2 separate regions of the Mus musculus genome follow, and region 1 is linked to region 2. Evidence: chromatin contacts called from public promoter capture Hi-C data. All regions are on one chromosome and are shown on one strand. The core of a region is the stretch at or near the end of the contact, and the rest is flanking DNA. Distances in the headings are between cores, read along the strand shown. Region 1 holds the start of Epc2 (enhancer of polycomb homolog 2). Region 2 holds the start of Gtdc1 (glycosyltransferase-like domain containing 1).

What was found. Promoter capture Hi-C pulls out the DNA fragments that hold promoters and counts their contacts.
Region 1: a promoter capture Hi-C map of pre-B cells shows a contact between it and region 2, with 3 times the contacts expected there. The contact joins the promoter of Epc2 here to the promoter of Gtdc1 in region 2. A contact is called at or near these places in 2 of 39 promoter capture datasets (cranial neural crest and pre-B cells) and 1 of 484 Hi-C or Micro-C datasets (CD4 T cells).

What each region holds. Positions count from the first base shown.
Region 1 is chr2:49,448,929-49,454,025 of GRCm38.p6, forward strand. Epc2 (enhancer of polycomb homolog 2) reads left to right here and starts at 2,558. Exons shown (of 14, transcript NM_172663.4): 1 at 2,558-3,030. The coding sequence starts at 2,878.
Region 2 is chr2:44,925,498-44,930,244 of GRCm38.p6, forward strand. It overlaps Gtdc1 (glycosyltransferase-like domain containing 1), which reads right to left and starts at 1,739. Exons shown (of 11, transcript NM_001362987.1): 1 at 1,645-1,739.

The DNA.
Region 1 (5,097 bases), core at 1,308-3,807, 4.5 Mb after region 2:
AGTGAAAGAGGCATTTGAGTTTAGGCACTGAGTTGGAGTCTAAGGAAATACAGACTGTGTCTCAGGTGTGGCATTTGGTTCAAACTGTTTTGTTCTTAGCTCTGTAATCACTGCCAACAAGGCAAGAAGAAAAGTGAACATTGGAGGATAAAATTGATTCTCATTTAAAGCAAAGACCAACAGCAAACCAACTATGATGCAAAAGCCATTCTCTTGGTTGAGTTTTACATTAGAAAAAAAAAGTTTCTTTGAGATGTTCTTATTGTTTCTAAAGTTCTGATGGCAAGGATTGCTGGGTAGGCCAAAGAAAAGAAAAATTAGCATCAATGGCTAGGCCTGATGGCAGGCCAGGAAGGCACTCAAACTCCAACCTGGAGTAGAATGTCACAGCAGCACTGAAATTCTTTGTGTAGCTGATATGACTTCATAGCTATCAGCAAACATACTAGATGCCTGCTTTCTGTGAGGTAGGGCTAGCCATTCTCACTAATTAACTCTGGGGGCTTTCATTAATTAACTTTGGGTCAGAAACTTTTGAACATTGGATGGCCAATAAACCAAAGAGCTTGGATACTAAAGTGTGCAGCTAGGAGAACAAGTGTTTTGGAGTTAGGATAGATCCAGAGTTAATCCAGGTCTGCTGTTCCCTGGTATTGGAACTTGACAAATTATAGGTCTGAGTCTGTTTCCTTTTTAGCAAAAATCACAGCATTTCTCCCTATGTAGAAGTATATAGCTATAAGAATTGAGTGGATTTCAACTACTTGGGACTATACCCCCCCCCCCACACACACAATGTCCACACTTCTTTTTCTGAGTGTAACATTAGGCAGAGAGACTGGAAAGAAGCTACCGTCTCTGAGCCTGAGAAGGGGTGAGAATCCAGATAAAAGGCCCCAATGACTCATTTTTTCAAACACTGTTCCCCCTGATTTTCAGACTAGTACTCAATAATGACCCCCCCAGCCCCCCTTCTGAGAACTTCTTGTTCTTCCTTACAAAGGATTGGAACTACGCCAGAGGGTAACACTCACAACAGCACAGGCTCACAACCATGTGAAAGGTGTTGCTTACAAGAATTGAGCCACAGTCTGTTTGCATTGTTACCAGTAACAAGTGGACATAAAACAAAGCCACTGAATAACATCCCAAAGTGTCCCCGGACAGACTGGTTAGATTATTTTGTGTTACCAGGAAGTCAATATTCACCATTCAGCTTTCAAAGGAAAAGCTGGAGACAAGGGGGAGGGGGGGAGAGGGAGGGAAAAAAAAGCAGGGAGAGAAGAAAATAGAGAAAAATAATGGGTGGCAATGAAGAGAGATAGATGGTTTTGCTATATTAAGACATGACAAAGAAACCCGTTTTTATTGTTGGACTTTAGCAAACCATCTACCCTTTTATGAGCTAGGTAGGGTATTTTTCAATGATTAGAAAATGGTAAAACTGTTGCACAGTGAGGCAATTTGCTTAGAAACATGTACTGCTTAAAGACTAAGAAACTGCAACAAAGGTTTGTATCAATAGTGACTAGTATTTAATTGAGTCAATTTGATTCCTTTTTGCAGAGCTTTTGCAAACCACTTCTGGCCAAAACTATGTCTAATTTCTTTGACCTGTCACAGCAACTGACTATAGATGTCATGTGGTAATTAACTTTCCATCACTCTTTTGTGTGGTCTGTATCATTTTCTTCAAGAATTTACTTTTTTTTTTTTTTTTTTTTTGGCCCATCATCTTTGCAGCTGCCCTTTCAAGTAGTTACGACTCTTGTTACTAATTATCCAGCAGTTTAGTTGTAACACAGTAACACGCAAACTAATTGGAGTCCGGAACTTTATTAAACTCTTTTTGAGTCGTCACTGTAACCAGTGTTTTCACATACTTTGGTTAGAGATTTCAAGAAATGCCAACCATCAAACTAAGAAAGTTTGGATGACAGGTGCAAGTCCGCTTGTTGCCGCGTCCAGCAACTATTTCAAGTAGCAGTCTCCAACTACTGACCCTCCTGTCTACCCGAGCATCCTCTCGGCGGTGCCTAACTCTGGAGAGCTCCTCTGGACAGGGACTGCCCAAGTTCTCAGGGCGCGAGACGCAGCAGGGCTGTGCCTCTCGGCGTGGGCAGACGCAGCGGACTTGTCGGACCTCCCCGGGGATGCGCAAACCCGAGGCGCGAAACCAGCCAGCAGGCGCCGGGGCGAGCAGAGCTGTCCAAGTGCAGACTCGAGGGGCGGCCGGTGGCCCGGGGGCGGAGGCCTCCTGTCCCCCCGAGGCGAGCGGTCCTAGGCACTGAGCCTTCCCGAGGGAGCCCCGCGCGGAGCGAGTCGGCGGCGGAGGCACCGAGGCGCCCGCTCCGGAGCCGGGGACCGAGCGCACCTGGCACCTGCCGCCCCGCCTGCGTGCCGAGCGTCCCGCCGAGGAGGGCCACCGGGACTCGGCTCGCTCTCGCCGGCTGGGCTGGCCGCGCCTCGCCGCGGAGAGAGTGGGTGGGCAGGCAGGGGAGGGAAAGGAAGGAGGGAGGGAGGGAGGGAGGGAGAGGGCGACGCGCGTCCCCGAGGCGGGGGCGCGCTCTCGCGCGGGCTGCCGGGATCGCTCGCCGCCGCTGTGGTAATGTCCGCCATGTTGGCCATGGCGCAGGGAGCGGATCGGGCGGGCGAGCGGCGGATCTAGAGTGTGGAAGCGGCCGCGGGCGGCGGGGGGCTGTTCTGGGGCGGGGTGGGCGCCCATGCTGGGGCCGGGGGCACTGCGGAGGAGGAGGAGGAGCGGGCCGGCCGCGCTGCACTGAGGAAGGAGGTGGAGGAGGCGGCGGGAGTGCTCCCCCCCCCTCCCCGCCCGCCCCGCCGCCGCCGCCCGGGCTGTTCCTGTAAGGCGGGGAGACAATGAGTAAACTCTCCTTCCGAGCGCGGGCGCTGGACGCCGCCAAACCGCTGCCCATCTACCGCGGCAAGGACATGCCTGATCTCAACGACTGCGTCTCCATCAACCGGGCCGTGCCCCAGATGCCCACCGGGATGGAGAAGGAGGAGGAATCGGTAGGGACTCGAGTGTTTATTACCCCCCCCTTCCCTCCTCCCCCCTCCCCTTTGTCAGCCGGGCCTCGCCATTCACAGAGCGCTTCTACGCTCGCTGGAGGGCGCCGCTGCCGCTGCGCGCTCCGGACCCTACGCCGGCGGAGTAGCGTAAACCCGTCGGCCGGCGCAGCGCCCGCCCGCGGCCGCCATGTTGTTGCGTCCCAGTGTTGTGATTAGCTCTCGGCGCCGCTTACGCTGCCGTAAGGGGGCCCTGCCGTAAGCAGCGGCCGGGAATGGCGCAGGGATGCGCCGGCCCGCACTTGGCGTACAGCCTCTGTTTACCTCGTAGACATCTCGCCGGGAGCGGGGTTAATGGGTCGAGAAAGGGTCCTTGGGCTAAGGCGCTATTTTCGTTGCGTTTTAAAATTTGTGCGTGCACGAAATTGCCTTTGAAACAAACGATCTCGGGAAAGTAGAGCTCTTTCAAAACATGCATCTTCCTGCTAGTGGGGTGATGGGTGATGGTTTGCGCTGCCCGCTAGAGGTGCCGCGGGAGTAGGCGATGCATCCCTGCGGCCGGGCAGCGACCCCCGGTCCGGACTCTGCGTTAGCGAGTCCTCTGATCTGCACGCCGGCTTCGCCTGCCGGGCTGGCCCCTCCTCGGTTGTGCGGAATTAGGACGGAGCCCGAATGCTTGAAACTGGCCTCCAGGCCCGCGCTTCCCGTGCAGCGAGCGTCCGGGGAAGTTGCATGCGGGATGGCTGTTTACAACTTGAGGGCTCAGAGCGTCCGCATTGACAGTTGCGTTTTTGACCAGATGTTAAAATTTGGACAAAATGCTGTTTCCTTCTTCCCGGGGGTTAAGTTATACCCAAGACTGAATTTCCTCCGATTTGACAGTGTTTACGACTCTGGAGTGTTGTTACTTGTGTGCGGAGTTCATAGTAACTGCACCCTGAAGAATTTCTTCAATGAACCTTCAGTCCCGCCTTATTGTCAACCACGGGTGTGTGTGGATTGGCTCCCTAGCTTCTGTTACTGTCAAAAGAAAGCTGGAGGTTTCTGTGATTGGCTTTCTCTTTTGACTATTAATATTGCAGGAAATGCCTTTAAGCATTTGATTGGCTGCTCGAATTCTGACCTCACTGTGTTGGTGCTTTGACTTAATCACATTTCTTTTTGGTGTTTGATTACCTGATTTAACATTTTCAGTAGAATATTAAATAAGACCTCTTTTTAAACCTTCAGGAAATTAAAACTCAGCTTTTATGCCTAAGATTCAGATAGTACCGAATCGTGTTTGAGAAGTTTGCTTATGAGGTTATTGACTTGATTTTGAGCTACCTTCTGGCAGTCTCCGATAGATGATCTAGAAACTGCGTTTGGTAGCGTGGTACTGTCTTTGCTGATCACGTCTTTCTCTTAGCCATTTCCTTCGGACGTGTGTTTTTACGTCGTTTTACTTCCTTATGTTTGCTATCTTTTGCCTAAGGTCTGCCAGTTGAAAAATCAGATGATCATTTAATCAATCTGTCATTTCTTCTTGAATGTTGTATAGTGGTAGTTACTGTTTATACTATCTCCTGTTTAGATCTAAGATACTGTACTAAGAATTTTAAATAAATGTGATATAAATTTTTTAAAATTACTTTTGTGAGTTATAAGTATAGGCCTTTTTTGATACTCAGGATATTTTTGTTTTGTCTTGTTTTGTTTTTTTTTTTTTTTTTTTTTTGGTTTTTCGAGACAGGGTTTCTCTGTGTAGCCCTGGCTGCCCTGGAGCTCACTTTGTAGACCAGGCTGGCCTCGAACTCAGAAATCCGCCTGCCTCTGCCTCCCGAGTGCTGGGATTAAAGGCGTGCACCACCACGCCCGGCTGTTTTGTTTTTTAAAACATAGCTACACCTGAAATACTATTTTTTTTGTCCTGTGTTAATTAACTATTATAACTATGGGCAGATTTCTGTGAGAGATCTTCATTCAAGCACATGAATCATGATTTAGCATTCACACATGCATATAATATACATACATACATGAACCTACATATATCCATGGTCAGTGTTTTTTAAGACAAGAACCCTGCTT
Region 2 (4,747 bases), core at 489-2,988:
AAAATGACTAAATTCAAATTTTTAAACTAAAATAGAAAGAAATGCTTCAACTTAAGAGATAGATGTAAGAATAGTTGGCCAACTGCAAGTAATTGTATCACTTGTATCTGATTCGTCAAAATTAGAAATTATTCTTCCATGATCTGAAAGGGAGGCTAAAAAAGAAAGTCAGTGATTACTTGGCAGGTTTTAAGATACCATAATCAAGAGAGAAAGAAGCAGAGGTCAGGAAAGCATTTTACTTTCTCAGTGGGCTGGGGAGTTGGTCAAATCAGGATCAAGTTTGGTACAAGAGTGTCTATCAGAAGGGTCCATCTAGTAAATCCTTAATAAAGGCAAGTAGTTCTGTTAGTTCCTTCTAAATCTCTGGAAAATGTAAAATAGTGAAGCTGAATAACACTGCTGAGGTCCCTCACCAACAGAGAGTCCTATTAGTCTAGGATTTATAAGGTAAAACTGTCAGCATGATTTCAGAACAGAAGTAAAGACACTGTGTTGCTATAAAGTGTATTCGTAGGTATGGTTTAAGTTTGTCGGAGTATCCTGATTCAAAATGTGTTTCCCCAATCCTCAATATTAAACTGTTTCATTAAATACAGAACAAGACCCTAAGGACAACAGTGTATAATTCTTCTCAGTTGAAGCTGAGAATCTATTTCACATCAAAACCTGGAATGTACTAATGAAAATTCAGTATCTCACTGGGTATGTGGGTTCCAACATGAAACTCTTGTCACTGATAAAGCTTAAGGTAAACGGGTTAATAAGACACAATAAAATGGCTCTGTTGAGTTATACTGCCTTTTCCCCCACAGCAGTTCCTTTACCTAACCACTACAGTAAGCTTTAAAGTCAACTTCAGGGGTGCTAAGTCACGCAAGCTGGGCACAGAGGGGACGATGATCCTCAGCGTGGAGAACGATCGCCTTCAATTCACGTTTTCCATTTCCTTAACTGTGATACAGATGGGAGGGAAAATGTAAGCCCTTTCCTTTGAACTTCCCAGGGCCTCAAGGCACTAACTTTAAGAATTATTTCAAAGCTTATCCAATGAGGGGTAGTTCTACGACTGTAAAAGTTGCACGAGCCCCGCGAAGTGGGAATTGGGGTGCAGACGCTGCCTATCGCGAGATCGAGGGTTAAACTGATTTATTAATGCAACTTTGCTGTCGTTCGGTTAGTTGTAAAGACTTATTAACTCCAAGAGCCCTTCCTCGCTTTAGAAAGCCCCGTCAGGCGGGATCCTGCGGAAACATCAGGCCTATGCCGAATCCTCTAATGAGGGGCCGCGAGGTGTTGGGTCTCGCCGCCTGAGGTGGATCCCGAGTAGGAAAGCGCAGGCCAGGCCTTGCTGCGCGGGAGCCATGGCACGATGTCCCAGTGTCCGCCTGGACTCTGCCCTTCCCAAGCTCCGCGCTAGGGAAAAGCATCGCCCGGGGCCACAGCGCGGCCGGGCAGAGCAGGAGGCCGCGCGTGCGCCCGGGAAGCGCGGCCCCGGCTCCGCCCTCCTCCCCCTCCGCTCCTCGCGGCCGCCGCCCCACTGGGAACTCCGCGCGGCGCGGCCCCGCGAGGCGGGCGCCGGGAGGGAGGGGCCGCGCTCCCCGCCTCCCGCGGCCAGCGCAGCTCCCAGCCAAGGCGACTCACCTCCTCCTCCTCCTCCTCCTCTCCTCCTCCTCCTCCACGGCTCCCTCCAGGCCACCGACAGCCCAGCTGGCGACGCGCTGACGCCGAGCCCCTCCCCCGCGGCCGCCACCGAGGCCGCAGCCCCTCCCCGCTGCGGCTGCCGCGGCCTTGGGGCGCGTCAGGCGCCGGCCCCGCCCTCGCCCCGCCCCTCCCCGCCCACAAGCCTGAGGCTCCGCCCCCGGACGGCGGCCTCCACGCCTAGTCGGTGACTCAGAGGACGCGCGGTGCTGGGCGAACTCTCCACGGTGGCGCGGCTCCTCACACCTGCTCTCCGCCCACGGGCCCCGCGTACGCTTTCCAGTCAGGCCAGCGCCCCCGCCGCCCCTTCGGCTTTTCCGTACTCTCTCTCACTCCTCTGGTCGCTGCCTCCGCTCGCTCGCGCTGCGGCCTTCTCTTCCCCTGAGAGGTCTGGGGGCTGACTCACCGGCTCGCACGTTCTCAGGCAGGTGGCTAGCCGGCACCTGTAGTCCCCTTCCCTGTCCTTCCGGGCGCGCCTAAGCCTCGGGGACCCCGCAAGGCGAGTGCACACCCTCCTGCAGGTATTGGTCAGCACGCCCCGCTTTCCCCCCCCCCCCCCTCGGAATTCTTGCGGGACCTCTCCTAGCCGATGCTGGCGTTTCCTGTACTTAACTTATATGCAGCCTTTTGGCTGTCGAGACTATACGTATTACAGATGCATCTTAGAGTATTAATAATAACATATCTGCGGTCCCCACAAGAGCAGCTACAGAGCAATTAAAAGTCAGAAAGAATCCAAGAAAGTCTAAATGGTTTCTATTAAAAATAGGAATTTATCTCCCTTACATTTCTGTGAGTCTGAATTAGTGATTTCGTATTTGGGATCACGTTGTGGATTAAATGATTCATGCAAAGACAGAACATGCAACGGTAGGTCTATGCTTTTATCTGGTAACTTCATTTTTAAAGCTACAACTTGGAACAGACTGTAGTGCAGAAATGCATTAAGCATACCAAAATAACAGAGCCTGATTAGGCCTTTGGAGTTACAACCACAAGTTGCTTAAAGTTATGTGAGAAAACATTGTTATCCTTAAATTGAACAGTGAAAACGATCTTCTGTTCTAAACAAAGCCCACACTCTATGTGGACCTCCAAAGCTTAAAACCTCTGTTGACTTGAACAACAGTATCCCGAGCATTTAAAAAGCCTAATAAACCATCTGTCCATCTACTTTTACACAAATTGGGAAACACAAAAAAAGTGAATGCAGAAAGCTGAAAATGAGAATTCCAAATGGCAAATGGATCTAGTAAATCCTTTTTCACAGAATAAAATATTGGGGAAAAGCCCAAAGCCTACTATTATTCATCAATCTGGAAAAAGCCATAATTTTATACATGAATTGTATACTTAAGATCACCGGGAGTCTTTATTATTATTTTGCTGATTAAGATCTGAAGTCCAGAGAAAATGAGTTGCCTAGCCAATATGCCCAGATTTCCCAAGACCTGTCTCACATACTTGTCAGCATAGGATTTAGAGCTACAAGCATAAAGTCACTTAAGGTCCAAATTCGTTGACATTGAGGCTCTGTCTCAGTATCCGTGGTCTGTGAGTGTGAGCTTAGGTAATGCTGTCAGAAGCCATCTCACCCTAGTATGTTCAAGGATTCTTGTTATGCAACTTGCATCTCTCAGTCAGGGATCATCTGCATGATCTCAGTGACATCTGGCCCCGGCTCTGGAACCTTGGTCCAACCAAGCACATTCATCCTCAGAGGGGCCAAAGGCTGTGCCTGATTAAAAGAGTTATGAAATCTCTATTGTCAAGAAAATTACAACATTATTGGTGAGGTAAAATATGAGGCATGAAATGATAATTCAACACTAATAATCAAGGACTCAACAGTAATTTCCAAAATGTTAAGTGGGGAAATGATACACATGAATTAAGAAAAGACTTCTTAAAGACCACAACATCAAAAAGGAGACCCATCGTCTAGAGCGCTGTGTATAGGACAGAAAGTAAAATAAAATGTTTGGACTAAAGCACTGTGAAGAAAACAGGCACACCAAGAATGAGGGAAAGTTAGATCAGGGAGGTAAAACACGATAGCTGAGAAACAAGAGCAAGCCCGGTGGAGATGCAGGATTGAGCCATTGGGAGAGGACCTAGATTTCAACCTGAGACACAGGTTAGTAGGAAATCGTTGTGGGTAGACTGGGCAGGAAAGAAAGGAGGGTGAGGAATGAGGTGAAAAGATCAGAAGGCCATAATCTTGTTAGGAATACTGCACATCGATGCCACTTAGAAAGACTTGGGTTTGGTGAGCATACATAGAAAGCAACAGAAGGTAAGAAGTCCAAGGTGATGTGGAGATTGTGGCAAGAGTCGGTAAGAGCCACCTAGGCCCCAGGTCCTTGACAACACTCGTAGGAACAGCCTACAAACTGCTGGGTAAGGAAACAAGGCACCTTCCCAAGGAAAATCCTCCACATCATATTCTCATTCCACAAACCTAACTTGAAACTCAAATAGAAGATAAAGAGCCCTTAACCGGGCCCTGCCCATGGACTTTATCCTGCCATTCTTATGATCAGCTTATTTTTATTTTTATTTTAGCCACGTTAATGTAAATGTTCTCTATTGTGAGTTATATGTTACAGTAAAAAATAAATTTAAAAATAAGTAATATATATATATATGTGTATGTATGTATATATATTTTTTTCTAGGCAGGAAGAATATAAAAATATCTCTCCTTTCAGTAGCTTGTAATCTTCTTGTCAATGCACCAAACATAATACAAAATATAATCCATGGACAGGGAGAACAGCCTTACGTACAGAAAGATGAAGTAATATAGAAATTGTGAAGGCTATAGCTGAACACATTGGGAATGATATGATCTATAGAGTCATTATTCAACAAATTTTAGTGAACTTTGCAGTTTTCTAAGTACTAAAGGCAAAGCAATGAAACAAGTTCTCTCTGAGACCCGAAAGGAGTCACATTTCATGTATTCAAGACTGTATGAGAAGCCAAAGACATCTAGAATAAGAAACTGGGGAAAGCATGAAGGAAAGAATTAGGGGAGATATTA